3 separate regions of the Mus musculus genome follow, and regions 1 and 3 are each linked to region 2. The links are chromatin contacts, called in public HiChIP or PLAC-seq and promoter capture Hi-C maps. All regions are on one chromosome and are shown on one strand. Each heading gives the region's core, a stretch centred on a gene start, on an enhancer-like site or on the middle of the called end of the contact. The rest is flanking DNA. Distances are from core to core; before and after follow the strand shown.

The links. Promoter capture Hi-C pulls out the DNA fragments that hold promoters and counts their contacts. HiChIP or PLAC-seq counts read pairs in DNA pulled down with a chosen protein or histone mark.
Region 1: a contact with region 2 is called in an H3K27ac HiChIP or PLAC-seq map of the NIH/3T3 cell line, with 10 times the contacts expected there. The contact joins the enhancer-like site here to the promoter of Trim32 in region 2. A contact is called at or near these places in 17 of 39 promoter capture datasets (the 3T3-L1 cell line, 3T3-L1-derived adipocytes, the C10 cell line and 11 more), 41 of 484 Hi-C or Micro-C datasets (the AML12 cell line, the MC3T3-E1 cell line, MC3T3-E1-derived osteoblasts and 28 more), 10 of 115 datasets of contacts at active chromatin or transcription factors (the NIH/3T3 cell line, cardiomyocytes, embryonic forebrain and 5 more) and 1 of 9 other capture datasets (adipose tissue).
Region 3: a promoter capture Hi-C map of hippocampal neurons shows a contact between it and region 2, with 5 times the contacts expected there. The contact joins the enhancer-like site here to the promoter of Trim32 in region 2. A contact is called at or near these places in 9 of 39 promoter capture datasets (the 3T3-L1 cell line, cranial neural crest, frontonasal cranial neural crest and 4 more) and 1 of 115 datasets of contacts at active chromatin or transcription factors (stem cell-derived neural progenitor cells).

Annotation. Positions count from the first base shown.
Region 1 is chr4:64,534,316-64,537,368 of GRCm38.p6, forward strand. No RefSeq gene overlaps it. Among named protein-coding and RNA genes, the nearest start is that of Gm23950, 91 kb to the left of the region's middle. Within about 2 kb of position 1,761, at least 15 of the 459 cell types and tissues checked have an H3K27ac peak or open chromatin away from gene starts, as enhancers often do. A contact at or near this core is called in the NIH/3T3 cell line and adipose-derived mesenchymal stem cells, where this site is marked.
Region 2 is chr4:65,603,613-65,606,332 of GRCm38.p6, forward strand. Trim32 (tripartite motif-containing 32) reads left to right here and starts at 1,374. Exons shown (of 2, transcript NM_053084.2): 1 at 1,374-1,457. All of the region lies in intron 16 of Astn2 (astrotactin 2), which reads right to left.
Region 3 is chr4:64,594,118-64,596,817 of GRCm38.p6, forward strand. No RefSeq gene overlaps it. Among named protein-coding and RNA genes, the nearest start is that of Gm23950, 150 kb to the left of the region's middle. Within about 2 kb of position 1,299, at least 35 of the 459 cell types and tissues checked have an H3K27ac peak or open chromatin away from gene starts, as enhancers often do.

The sequences.
Region 1 (3,053 bases), core at 511-3,010, 1.1 Mb before region 2:
GTACATACTCTATTTCATGGTCCTACAGGATACTCAAGCTTGGAAGGAAGAACCATGATTGTCTCATCTAACCATCACTTTTACATCTAAGAAACCCAAGCCAGGAAAGAGTGGAAATATTCTTATAGATGACGCCATGGGGTAGTGTGAGGTGACCTACTTTTCTTTAATGTGACCTACACCTTGATGTCATTTAGTTTGGAAACAGTGCCCACTTCAATTGCATTCTCTCTAAAATACCATCTAGTTTATTTTTTTTATCAAAAAGGCTACCCCTCTGCATACATACATGTTAACTATTTTAGCATCTTCCAGTTCAGTGCTGTAAAATCTCACCAAACTAAAAATCATTATGCATAACTTCACTTCGTTTCTGAAAATTTTTAGTTTCCTATACTTATTTGTCTTGTTTGATTTGAGACAGAGGCTCCTGAAGTCCAGTCCATCTTTGAATTTTAGGTATCCTAAATCCTGGTTGTCCTGCCTCCATGTTCCTGGTGTTGGGATTACAGATGTGTACTGCCACACTAGGTAGATTCTGTGCAAGAGACTAAACCATGGTCTTATGAATGCTTGACAAACACTCTCCAAACTAAACTATCTTCTCAGCCCCATCTATCATCTTTCATTGCAGTAACAGCAATGTGTTACAGTTACCTTCCTCCTTGCCTGATTCCCCATGACACAGAATGCCCCTCGGGAAAAGAATTAAATCTTAAGCATCTTTGTAACTCTAGATCCTGTTATTATCTTTAGCAAATGGTAGGTGATGGATAATAAGTTGCTAAGAATTATAGTGCTTAGAATTAGTGTGGTACATCAAGACCAAACTGGAAGGGTATTGTCAAAAATTAAAGTAGATGACATAGAAAAGCCACATGTTGATAGCTGTTTACAGTTTAAAATCTATCCAAGTATATAAAGTGTCCCAAATCTTTCCTAACTCTGCCCCTCAAGACCCCTCCGGTCAGGGGAAGGCAGAGATGAACTAAGGACTCAGCTGTACAACTTCTACTAATTTAGTAGATATTTACTAAGTGTTCTCCAAAGTGGAGCTGGAAAGAATTTGAGAAGAGAACCTGGAGGAAGACCCAATGAATGAAAAGACAACTTTTCTCAGTTACAAAGGGCTTCATTATGAAAGATGGCATATGCCATGCTTAGGAGTTAGGATAAAGAAGTCTGCCCAGTCTCCTGGATTCCTGGACATAGACCTTCATCTCTTTTGGAGGTAAAAGAGAATTTACAGTCTTCTAGTTGGGTTTTTGTTTTATAGGGGAAGACATTAAGGCACAGAGAGAAGAAATTCCCCAGAGAGTAAGTGACAGAGCCAGGGTCAGAAACCAGGTCTTCTGACTTACAGCCCAGCACTCTTCAGCACATGGCTGGAATAATCCACCACACACCTGGCCATTCGTTGCTTTCAGAATCCAGCCACTACTCACTTTTCTCTGCATGGCAAGCAGCCAAGAGCCTTGAACTTCTCTGTGTTACCATTCTGCCCTTTGCCGAATGGGATATTAAAATATTCACTTGGGGGGTGGGGTGGGTCATGGGGTTCCGTCCATAAATGTTTGTGATTTGCTCTGAGCTATTTGGGCCAGAGGGACTCCAGAAATGGGAGACCCCAGTGGCCACAGTGGTGGTATCTGAGACTTCTCTGAGGTCTTGACTTTACTCTGCAGAATTAAGGAGATGGTTTAAGTGATAAACTATTCCTCATGAGCTGTATCTGTGTTGAAAGCACAGCATGAGTTCCCTGCACGCTTCCTCTCGCACAACCACAGCTATGCACCAATCCTCCTGGGTTCAGAGATGGAACTCTGGTTAAATGCGTGGAATTTATTCTTAGTCCTTTTCTTAATTACAGTTTTATTTTTATTTCTCTGGTGTTCTCTAGAGGAGGGGTTGGAAAGAAAGGAAAAAGAAGGGGGGGGGGAGGGAAATAGACTTCCAAGGTTTTTTTTTCTTTCCTTTTTTTCCCTCTCTCCTTATTTTTGTTTTGTTTCTGAACTGCCTGCTCCCAGCAAAGTAGAAGGCTTTAAGGGATCTTGCAGGGATACAAATCACATTCCAGTGAAGCTAGGGTTCAGAAGACACGTAATGAATACAATGAAAACAAAACTTGAGGTGAGCACATTCATTTTATAACTAATGAATCCCCTAGGCTGATAGACAAAGACTGAAGCTTTTATTCATCATTAATTTAATAAACAAAGAGAGTGGGCCTCAGGGTAAAGGGGCTATTCAGTCATGCTGAGGATGTGCCCAGCAAATTGCTATGTAATAACCAACAACATTGCTTCCCCTGACTGTTCACAGAGATTTTCCTCCTGTGTCTAATCTGGTCCCCAAAACTACCACACACTGCCAGTATTCTCAGTGTCAGACAGCATCCACTCAATGTTTATATCGATATCCTATCTTAGTGAGCATAACTCGATGTGTGTGGTTCCTTTAATGCAAATAAGTACCAGACTACATAAAATTTAGTGTTTCATTCACAAAATGGAGAGAATAGGCCATTGTTTATCAGTATCTTGAGAACATGTGCAGAGAGAATGGAGGCAAATAACACTGTGTAATATAAATAATGTGAATTCTTGGCATATGAAACTACACACACACACACACACACACACACACACACACACACACACACCCTTTTCCTCTGGACTCAGATGCTAGCAGACAAAGGATCTGTTTCATCAAGCATATTATGGTGCGTGTGCATAGTCCTCCAGACTAACCCCTTACTTTCTTGGCCCTGTTGCTTTTTGGAACTTTTAAATCATTTGACAAAAGCTGTAGTCAACTTGAGCCACTAACTAGACTTGGCATATTAGACCTATGTATGGATCAAGTGCATACCTATGATCTTGTTTCCAGCTCCACAGAAATTGAGACACTATCTACCTCCATAATCTTTTTGCAGAGAACCTAGTGAGCTCAAAGCACTTTAAATAATACCTGGGGGGGGGGGGGCTGTGGTCAATGTGGCTGCTGGTTCTGAAGGGGGAGGGTGATGCTTTGGACTATGAGATTGGAAGCTC
Region 2 (2,720 bases), core at 124-2,623:
CGGATGTTATAACATTCTTAGTGGAAGCTCATAGTCTTCTAACTTTAACTATACATTCCAATGGTTTACCTTATAGTCAGAAGATTGTTAGGCCAGAGTCATAGGTTGTTAATAAATGGCCATTAAGAGAACTAAAGCTAGCCCAAGATAAATTGACTATGTGTCTACAATATGTTTTATCCTTTCCCAGTTCTAGGTATTTGGTCAGTCCATAGAATTGCCAGCACAGATATAATTTCTTCAAGGAACTTTGAGTCACATATTCTCTGGGAAAGCCTTGGGAGTTCTGGGTGCCTGGGTTGGCTCAGGGCTCTAGAATTATCTGAGATATCAAATTGTACTCAGAATGTATAATCAGGAAATCCGGCCAGGGATAAAATCATGTGAGAACTCCTGAATCACTGAGAAGAGAAACAAGTTGGAGAATGAATAGCCTGGTTCAGAGTTCCATCAAAATCGATGCCAGGTGTATACCGAACCTTGGACAAGATGTGTGGGACAGGGGCGGGAGTGAGGTGGGGGAAGGGGATAAATTTACTTTTCCCACCTTTCTGAGTTATTAGTAACTCATCAAAACAATCCTTAACTTTATTTTGAGATAAAGAAGTAGAAAAATGAAGTTAAGAGTGATTCTGGGAAATTAAAGCCAGGTTCTGACAGGTAGAAACTGGTTACTTTGCCTTTTAACCCCTAGGTCTCAGCTTCTTTTCAAAGTCTGTAGTCTGTCGGAAAGTGTCTAAAGGTATTACTGTTTTTGTTTTGTTGTCTTATCATTGTGCAGAGGGTACACAGCTAGGTGGAATTTCAAATATGAGAGCATAATATTTCAGATTCCTTCATATTCCTCACTAGTACTGTGTGTTTATCGCATTCAGGAGCAGGTATTACCTGTCCACAAACTACCTTCAGGACCAGGAGGTCCTGGCCACAAAACCTCCCGTCTGACAAGGCTCAATGCAGGCTTTTCCCTGTTTCTCCCTCTGCTATCCGCCTCTGCGCTGTTTGGCAAAGAAAACGTCTTTCCTAAGGGGCATGTGTTCAGTGACTCCACTTTGGGATGTGTCACAGGCAGAAACACCTAGCCCGGGGACCTGCAGCTCTTTGAAGGGAGTGTGCTTGTCTTCTTCAAAGAGGCGTCTGTCTGCAAAGTGCCCGAACTTTCTGGAGACTACTACTGGGGGATTAGCATTGACTAACCATGTTTAGACTCTGAAACGGGGCAGAAAGCTGCAATGGCCTAGGTTTCCGGAGCCATCCCTATCTATTCAGCTGGGCCGCGGGCGCTGAGCCCACAGACCTACAAGCCCCAGCATGCCTCGGGAGGCGGGGCAAGTTGACGGGCAGGCGACTGTACGAATTGGCGACTGCCATGGGAAGGACGTGCTAGCGCATGCGCAGAAGGCAGCGGGCGGGTGGGCTGGCAGCGGTGGACTCGCGTCGGAGCTGCGGGCGGTCAGGTAGGGGGCGGGAAGGAGGGTCTGCGACCAGGGACTGTGGTGGGTCGCGGGGATCCAAGATTGAATGGCAGGATTTGGGGACTGGATCGGAGTGGCAGGATCGGATTCGGAAGGGACGGGCTCAGGAGCGATTCGGCGGAGATGAGATGCAGCTGGGGGAGGGGAGCAAAGGGGCTGAGGAAATTTGCAGTTGCAGCATGTCGGGAGGTATGAGGTAATGTGGGGGCCATGCGGAGAGACGGGGTGCAGCATGTGGGAGATGGGAGGATCTGACGTCCCTGGAGGTATCTGGGTGCAGAATATCAGAAAGCATAAAGGAATTTGGCAGGCCTGGATGAGGTTGGGTGTTGGCGGGCAGAATCTTAGGGGCTTTGAGGAGATCGGTGTAATGATAGCAAGATCTGAGATCAAAACAGCCAAGGTCTTGGAAGATCCTAATTGCTGAAGAGAAAGGGATTTCTGTAGCGGAATCTGGGAAAGACTGAGGGGTGAGTTCCCGAGGGAATCAGTACCCAGTTAGAAAATCGCAGCAAAGGTTTGAAGGCAACACGTGAGGCAGGACGGGGGCGGAGGTGGGGGGCGGGGGTTGGAGGTGGCCCAGTACAAGATGGGGATGATGGGCAGATGAGCGATCAGATTGAAGGAGGGCAGAAATCTGAGGTACAGGATTGGAGTTTGGAGATGGCATACAGGGGTGATAGATGTGGGAATTTGAAAATAGATTAAAGGATGTATTGGAGGGATGAGGGACACATAAGAGCTATTGGTGAATTGCAAGGCTGCAGCATACAGTCTAAAAGGTTGAATGATAGATTTGGGATTTAGCGTTGAGAATGAGGTTTGTGGAGAATGAATGGTGGGGAGTGAATGCTGTAACTAGATTATAGAATTCAAAACCAAATGAAATTTGTGAGTAGGTTCTTAGGAGGTTTTTGTTTGTTTTTGTTTTTGTTTTGGTCTTGGCATAACTGAACCCAGAGGGTCTTCTGGAGACCCAGGGACCTGAAAGTAATTTATAAATAAACTATGTATAAATGAATGGAATTTAGGAGAATGTAAGGGTTTGGGAATAAAGACACCAGTCTTCAGAAATCCTGAAGGAGAGTTTGACATTCTTTGAAGGGCAGATTCTTCCTCACTTACTAACTAAAGGCCCTTTAATCCTGAGGCAGGCATGTATTCTGACTATACCCACTCTGACCACCCCCACCTCCTCATCACAGACCCGATATTATAGGCCTTGGGGAAGAAGCAGTGAACTAC
Region 3 (2,700 bases), core at 49-2,548, 1.0 Mb before region 2:
AAGGATAGAGTATAAAAGGCTTCTCAGTAGCTGATAGTCTATAAATAGTAACTTCCAATTATAATGCGCAATGATCAATTACAGAGCTTGTATGTATTGACCATCAGCCACTCTGCTATGGTCTTCATATGCTTTGTTTCTCATAGTTCTGTGTGAAAAGTCACATATAGCATCCATCTCCAGTTTGCTCATAAAAAAGCTAGAAAAGATTAAATGGATGCCAAAGGTCTCCAAGATGAAAATACAATAGCCTTCAGTAGAACTCTGATTCCAAAATCCTACCTTTTATAATTCTTAACTCATGTATGATCCCATAGATTGTGGAAAGTTCATACTAGACAAATTTCTGTTTTTAAATGTTTACTTACTGTTTATTTTGTGTTTATTTCCTGTTTTGCTTGCATATAATGTCTATATACCAAGTGTGTACCTGATACTTGTGGAAGTACCAGATTGAGTTCCTAGAAATGATATAACTATCTCTAGCTGTAAGGAAGATACTTTATCTCACACATGCCTTTATATAGCACTTATGTGATCAGGGTTTCTTTCATGTTGACTTACAGTTTGCTGTTTTTTACTGTCAGTATAATTGGTTCTTGTTTATGAAAGGTCTTATAAAGCATGCACACGCACACACACACACACACACACACACACACACACCAACACCATGATTGGTTCATAGATTAGATTCCATAAGGCTATATGAAGTCAAATCTACAAAGAATCACTTTGGCCACTGTACTCAGTGTCTGCAGTGGGAAGGAAATATTCCTCTTGGAGCAGGTCTTGACTGAGAACAGGGTTGCCTCTTTGCATTTATTCATCATTCAGAGAATTGGCTAGTAGGGGGGACTTTCACACTCCTGTGTTATCTATCTCCATTTAGTGGAGAGAACCATAACGTGTCACATACACTACCTCTTGTTCTCCATATCCCAGCCAGCATTGCCTAGGAGACAGAAATAGCATTCATCGAAAGCCACAATTACCTCATTTCCCTGGCTCGTTGTCTGAGATGTGCCTTGCCTCATAGTGACTGTGTAGGGCCAAAAGTCCAGCAAATATAGCAAACAGAGCAGCTGCTTGTCCAAGAAATGGTCTTACAAACAGGAGAGAACAGCATGTTCTCTGAGCAGATCAGGACCCTTGGCTGTTTTTATGGGTGTTTTGGTTTTCAGGCCAGCAACAGCGTCTGAAAACTCCTGGGGATTTCCCAAGCACCATTCGTCAGGTGGCTAGGCTTCCTCTGACGTTGCTTGTGAGTGATGGGGTGCAGGAAGAAGGTCATGTACAAGGCCATCCAAGGGCACTTTCAGCATGATTGTGGGAAATGAGAGAGCTAATGCAATGTCAGAATGTTCAGAAAAACAAGAACTTTCTGAATAGTGCTTGGCACGTGTTCGATGGACATTCAAGAAGTAGTTCTTGAATGAAACACTGGGGGATTAAGTGAGTAGACTCCCAGCATTTGCATTAACGGGCACACATGCGATTTCAACAGAAGTGACCAATTGTGCTGGTTTGCTCAGGGTTTCTGAGGGTGTAGATGGGGCTTTGAGTGTTGAAATCAAGAAAATTCGGGCTAAACTCCTGGTATGAGTTTGTTGCTTCAATTTCAAAACAGGTGTATTGAAATCTGAAACATAACTTTCATCATCAAGCAAAAGCCCATCTTCCAGGAGGTTTGAATTTAATAAGGGAAACTAGACAGAGAAATAATTAATTATTGTATAAATGGAAAGGATGTGGCTTATTGAAAAAAGGTTAGAAGCTCAGCCTACCATAGCCCCTCATTTTCACCATTTCTTCAAACTAAGTCCCCTTTGATTTTTGCGTGGGTACACCCTCCATTAGAGGGAATACTGTTGTGATCCAGGCACAGATATTGTGTTACCCTTGCCAGTGACTGGTTTAGGAACAGGCACATAACATAATTTTGGACAAAAGTACATACAAGAAGAACTAATAGGCAGATTTCAGTGAAGGTTTCCTTGCTCTTAAGAAGAAATAAAACCCACCAAATTTCTTATCAGCCACTGATGGTATCAACATGTTACCCACAGAGTTTTTATAGATGTTTTAAATCTACTTGAGGAAGTTATACTAAGTGGGACGATGGGGGAGACAGGAAAAACCTAAGTTTTTAATGACGTTATTGAGTGACCAAGTGATTGTAACCATCTAACTCCAAAATTGAAAAGATTGCACGCTTGCCTTATTACTGAAATTATCTGAATTTCTGTTATGCAGTCAATAATATAATGGTCAGTTACACCCAAGTCCTCTCTGCCATCAGAGGAAGGCATGACATGTGCCAGGGGGTGTGACAGAGTGTGACAGAGGCTCATGGAGCCTCTCAAACTTACACTGTGGTATGGACAAAAACTGTGTTTCTCATAGACAAAACCAAAGGCCAAAATACAGACCTCACAATGTAGCTGTAGGAAAGCAGTTAGTGGCAGCTGCCTCAGGCATGTTTATGGTTATCATTAATATAACAGGGGCAGTGAGTACACTGAAGCAATAGAACATGAAAAACACTTGGGAGTTCCAGGTTTAGTAAACTTGACTGTCCCCACAGGCAACAGAGAACCAGTTATGGTTTCTATCTGAAATGTCCTTCAAAACCTCAAGTGTTAAAGGCATGTCTGCCAGACAATGGATCGTTGGGAAGTTATTGCATCACTAGGGCTC